Regions from separate parts of the Sus scrofa genome. Here region 1 is linked to region 2. A link is a contact called in public HiChIP or PLAC-seq data. All regions are on one chromosome and are shown on one strand. Each heading gives the region's core, a stretch centred on a gene start, on an enhancer-like site or on the middle of the called end of the contact. The rest is flanking DNA. Distances are from core to core; before and after follow the strand shown.

Evidence for each region. HiChIP or PLAC-seq counts read pairs in DNA pulled down with a chosen protein or histone mark.
Region 1: a contact with region 2 is called in an H3K27ac HiChIP or PLAC-seq map of alveolar macrophages. The contact joins two enhancer-like sites. A contact is called at or near these places in 1 of 47 Hi-C or Micro-C datasets (heart right ventricle) and 1 of 2 datasets of contacts at active chromatin or transcription factors (alveolar macrophages).

The regions. Positions count from the first base shown.
Region 1 is chr13:3,701,724-3,704,423 of Sscrofa11.1, reverse strand. No RefSeq gene overlaps it. Among named protein-coding and RNA genes, the nearest start is that of RFTN1, 28 kb to the right of the region's middle. Within about 2 kb of position 1,438, at least 1 of the 83 cell types and tissues checked has an H3K27ac peak or open chromatin away from gene starts, as enhancers often do. A contact at or near this core is called in alveolar macrophages, where this site is marked.
Region 2 is chr13:3,532,960-3,535,659 of Sscrofa11.1, reverse strand. All of the region lies in intron 4 of RFTN1 (raftlin), which reads left to right. Among named protein-coding and RNA genes, the nearest start is that of TRNAE-UUC, 36 kb to the left of the region's middle. Within about 2 kb of position 1,274, at least 4 of the 83 cell types and tissues checked have an H3K27ac peak or open chromatin away from gene starts, as enhancers often do. A contact at or near this core is called in alveolar macrophages, where this site is marked.

The DNA.
Region 1 (2,700 bases), core at 189-2,688, 170 kb before region 2:
CTTCTAAGCTTTTACTTACTTTCTGGCCTAAGTTGTCCAGAGTTGGGTTTTTTTGTTTTTTTGTTTTTTGTTTTGGAGCTTGCCTGCACTTGTTCCCATGTGAGTCCCTCAGTCTTTCTGCTGCTTCTCTTTGCTGCCTGTGGTTATGATTTTGTGCACTGGGTGTGTGATGCACATGAAAAGAGGGAAGGAGGTGGTGCATGCTGTGCCATCTGAGTGCACCTGCCCCTGTTCAAGGCCATGGATTTGTGTTTCTCAGCATACCTGTCCAATGTGACTTGAGGGTGACCAGAGGGTCTGGTGGTCTCCACGATCTGCAGCTGAAACTCCACGTGAGAATCCCTAGCTGTGGGACTATTTCTGCAAGTTCTCATTGAGTAGCACTAAGCTAGGGATTCATTTAACTCTTTTTTTTTCCTTTTTAGGGCCATTCCTGTGGCACATGGAACTTCCTGGACTAGAGGTCAAACTGGAGCTGCAGCTGCTTGCCTACACAGCAGACACAGACACAGCCATAGCATTGCAGGATACAAGCCACATCTGTGACCTATGCTGCAACTTGTGGCAATGCCAGACCCTTAACCCACTGAGCAAGACCAGGGATTGAACCCACATCCTCATGGATACTAGTTGGGGTCTTAACCTGCTGAGCCACAACAGAACTCCTAGGGCTTTAACTCTTGCATGATAAGGGGTATGCATTTAGTGCCTATCGATTATCTAATATTAGTATCGTGCCTTTAAATGAAATATTATTCCTCACAACAGCACATATATACATCTGAATAATAGGGGTCTAACCGTGTGGGAGACACGTAAAAGACTGAGTTCATGGACCGTGAAGGATGCAGATGGATTTGAGGATTTCCTGTACACATTCTGTACACCCCACCTCCCAAAGCCACATGGCCTACAGGTGGGGAAGCTGCATGATAATCAATGCAGTGTCTGTTATTACATCAGAAGGACTCATTCATCAGACAGCAGGGATCACAGAGAAGCAGCGCTTGTGTTACCCTGCTAGGCAGACCTGTAGGGATATGGGTTCTATAGGCACCTCTGAGAGGGTGTTGGACTTAGAGGATGGCTTTAAAGACAAATATTGCTGCCTTATGTTTTGTGTGAGTGGGGGGGGGGTTCCTTGAGCAACTATATGAGAACAAACAGTGGAAACATAGCAAGTACAAGTCATGATTTTGGGAACATTAATTTCTTACTAAAACTGCCTTGTGCTTGAAAACTTGAGCCCACAGCTGGGGTTTGGCAACCAAACCCTGCATGTTTGGGTTCTGGTTGAGTCTAAGATGCAGTTGATTGTATGAGGGATTAGCTTTTGCAGGGGTTACGGGCCCCTCCCCGTAACCCCTGTGGGGAGAAAAGTGTTGCTTGTTGGGGATAAACCTCAGCTAAAGTTGAAGTCGGGACAGACCTGTAGGGGGAGCTCTCATGCCCCATTGCACATCATTCATCACTCCAAACAGGAAGGAATGTACTGCTAGGACTTCCATCAGGAAGATGCCTCTACTTACTATCCAGCAAGATAAATCTACCCTCTGCCCTAGGGTAGCCCAGCCAATCAGAGACTGTTCCCCCCCAACCAATGAGATGCCTCCATGCTTTGGACCCCCAGCAACTCCAATGGACTCTTTTGTTATCTCAATCCTGCCAACTCCCCCTTTTTCTCTATAAAAGACTTGGAGGATGGCTTTAAAGACAAATCTTGGTTCTCTGGATTTGCCTGTGGTCCACCATTATTTCACACATCCTGAATTGCAATTCCTCTGGCTATTCCTGAATAAACTCGCTTTTGCTGGTAACATAGCTGGTTATTATATTATTTAAGATGACAGCCCCAAAATGAAAGGGAGACACGGAAAAAGGAATAATTATGCTACGACTCCAGGTCAGCCCCAGGGACTAATAATGAGAGCCAGCCTCTACTGATCACTTAGTCAGTGGCAGGCACAGTGTATTCCTTCGCTTTGTCCTCCTAACAACTCTGTACTGTCATATCCGTCACAGAAGAATCTGAGGTTTGAGATGTTAAATAAATTTTTCAGAGTCTCATACCCAGGTCTGTTGCTCTTGAAGACCTGGCCTCACTCCCACAGTGAGTGGAAGCCTCTTCAGGACTAACCTTTAAGGAAAGTGTGGCCTGCAGCTCATATTTGTGGGCACATGGCCTGGCTCCAATGAGTGAAACCCAAAGAGGATATTTTCAGCACCTCCATGGTATCAGCTTTGGGAGCCAGGGAATCAGTCAACCTCAAGAGTGAGGCATCTGTTCTCAAGGAACCAGAATGTACGTACCCCAGTTGTGTAAACTTGAGTCTCAGTCTCTTCTGTAAAATGGGGATGACAATAACTCCTCTATCAGGATTAGATTCATCTAGAATGACTAATCGTAGCTTAAACAAGGAAAGTGTATTTTCCTCTCATATAAACAAACTCTGGAGATGTACCATCCAGAAGTCATTTGGTGGCGCGATTGTCATCAAATATCCAGGCTTTGTGTATTTGTTCTGCCATTCTCACTGCATTTCTTTCACCTCAAAGTCCTAATAGCTATTCGAGCTCCAGCCATTACATCTGCTTCCATTCATCAGGAAGGAAGAAGGGGCAGAGGAGAGGGCACCTTTCTTTATGGTCGCTCTCTTCCTGGAAGTGCACATGCCTCTTCTGTTTACATCTCTGGATCAG
Region 2 (2,700 bases), core at 25-2,524:
TGCACCTCTGTGATTTCCATGGGAGCCACCCTAACAATGGTCAGAGCTAATTGGCCCAGAAGTGGATGCCTGATCTAAGCTGAGCCAATCAGAACCCTTCCCTGAGATCTTTTATTTATGTGTTACCAGGACATTTAAACATTCGATCTCCAGTGGCTAGGCTATGAGCCAGAAAACTGAGAAATTGTCAATGGACATATTTTCTGCCACATGGAGAAAATTCATCCTGGGTAAGAAAGAAGAATGATGTTGCCAAATAAAGGAAAGTAGGGAAAAAACCTGGAGCAAGTTTCCTGATAGTCCCAGGTCTTCTTAAGATCCTGTTCTGGCCTTACCCTGCTGGCCACTTGCTCTTTGAGATGCCGTTGGGTTGTTGCCCACAGATAAGTCTCTCCTTAATCACCTTCCTTTTGCACCTTTGATTTAGACTTTTGACATCAGGTTGGGATCTTCTGGTGGGTTGATTTTTCATGGGGGACTAATAACCAGTTGAAGATACTTGAGGGTTGGGAGCTTAAAAGCACACCCCCCTCTTAGTTCTACCAGTTTCCCAGGAACTACATTTTCAGTGAACAGTGAAATTGCAGGTACTGTCCAAGTGAAAGAACCATGTCAGTTAACACAGATAAGGAAGACCAGTACAACTCCTTTTGCCAGGAATGTCTGCCCTGAACAGAACTCCTGCCCCATCTCTTCCTTTCATTTGTAAGGGAGTTTACAGTTTTCCAGGTTCTTTCTGCATGCTCCAAGCTTCCCACCAGATAGCTCCTAATAGCAGAGGAGGATAAAAGAGTCCCTCTTTCCCCAACCCCAGCCCTGCCAAGGGCTTACGGTCAAGCAGTGGTCTCTCAAACTGAGCAGAGGCAAGTTGAGAAAGGTGGGTGGATCATATGGACTCTTCAGAGTCTCCCAGGTGCCCCTTGAGTTAGACCAGCATATATTAAATCCAAGAGGTCAGGGGTAGTGCCTGTTTGGCTCACTTTTGCTTCCCCAGCACCTAGTAGATATTGAGTAAATAATTAGGGAATGAATGTCTGGGTATTATTATCCCCATTTTATTGATTAGGAAACTGAGGCTCAGATAAATCCACAGAGTTGACCCATAGCATAGCTAGTGAGTGACAGGGCTGGGTCTGAAGCTTTAGGTCTCAGACTGGCTCATTCTGAGCCCTCTCAGTCATTAAAAGAGAAAATCACAACACAGGAACGTCTGCCTGAGCTTTCCTTATGGCCTCAGAATGGAGCTCACCACCCAGCAGTGCTTGGTGAAAGTTTCAGTTCCTGAAGCTAAGCGTTAACACGTCAGGACTAAAGGTAGCTTCAGACATGAGCTTAAACCCGTGTTATTTTTGGACCTCTGTTTTCAGAAAGCTGTACCAGAGTTTAGGTGACAGAAAATGAGAGGGGTTGCGTGTGTGTATGTGATAAAATATTCACCGCAAAGACTCATGTGTAACCGTGCAACCCAGAACAGCATTTTTGTGCCTGTTCTTGACATATGGTACATGCCTCCGTTTGTAGGTTCCCTTTGTATGTCATGGATCTCCAAAGACTTTAAAATGTCAGCTGTCATGGAACAGTGGCCCATGAGTTAGGAAGGGTCAGAATGGGCAGTGGTCTGGTCGAGGGTCCATTTGAGATGTCTGTGTGTCTGAGTCTTGGCCTTTACCCTCTATTATATGTCTCTACAATCATTGTCAATAGCTATGTTTCCCAGTATTTTATACGCCATATTATGCATCATAGCATCATGGTTCAGTAGGACTTTCTGTGATGGCAGAAATGTTCTATATTTGCACTGTCCAATACATTTTTTTTTTTTTTTTTTTTTTTTGCTTTTTAGGGCCGCACTCGCAGCATATGGAGGTTCATAGGCTAGGGGTCTAATCGGAGCTGTAGCCATCAGCCTGTACCACAGCTCATAGCAACACCATAGCCTTAACCCACTGAGCAAGGCCAGGGATTGAACCTACATCCTCATGGATACTAGTCAGATTTGTTTCTGCCAAGCCATGATGGGAACTCCCTGTCCAATACTATTAATACTATATAAATATTATATATTTGCACCAGCCACAGGGACTATCAAACACTTGAAATGTGGCTAATTTGAACTTTTAATCCTGTTTTGTTTGAATTAATTCAAATTTAAATAGTCACCCTTGGCTAGTGGCTACCATATTGGATAGCACAGCTCTCTATTTGCAAAAAGTTAGTAGGTTTCTGATTCCAAGCGTTAATTAGCACGTTAGTTATAAGGATTCCAATAGGTTCATCCTAAAGTTAGAAACTGCCTGTAACTTATAGATATTAAACCTACTAAAGACATAATTCTTTCACCTCAAAACATGGTGCAGATATTTCTCTTTCACCTGGGCAGCAGTGGCTGCAGTCTACCTTCTTGAACACTTCAGCCTCTCCTGGGCACCTTGAATAAATACCAGATTCAGTCCAGGTCTTGTTCCTTTTGGGGGCACATGCTCTCTTACTGCTTTGGGGGAGCTCTTAGCCATCCCCTGATTTCACACCCAATCAGGCTGAGAATTGGAGACCTCTACCAGCCTGCCCTGGGCTGTATTCCTTCCCTCACTCACTTTACCTGCCTCCTCCTATATGAGAGTTCTTAGGTGAAACAACTCATAGGGTTATTTGCCTATCCATCTATCTCTGTGTCTGTATCTATATATCTATATCTACATA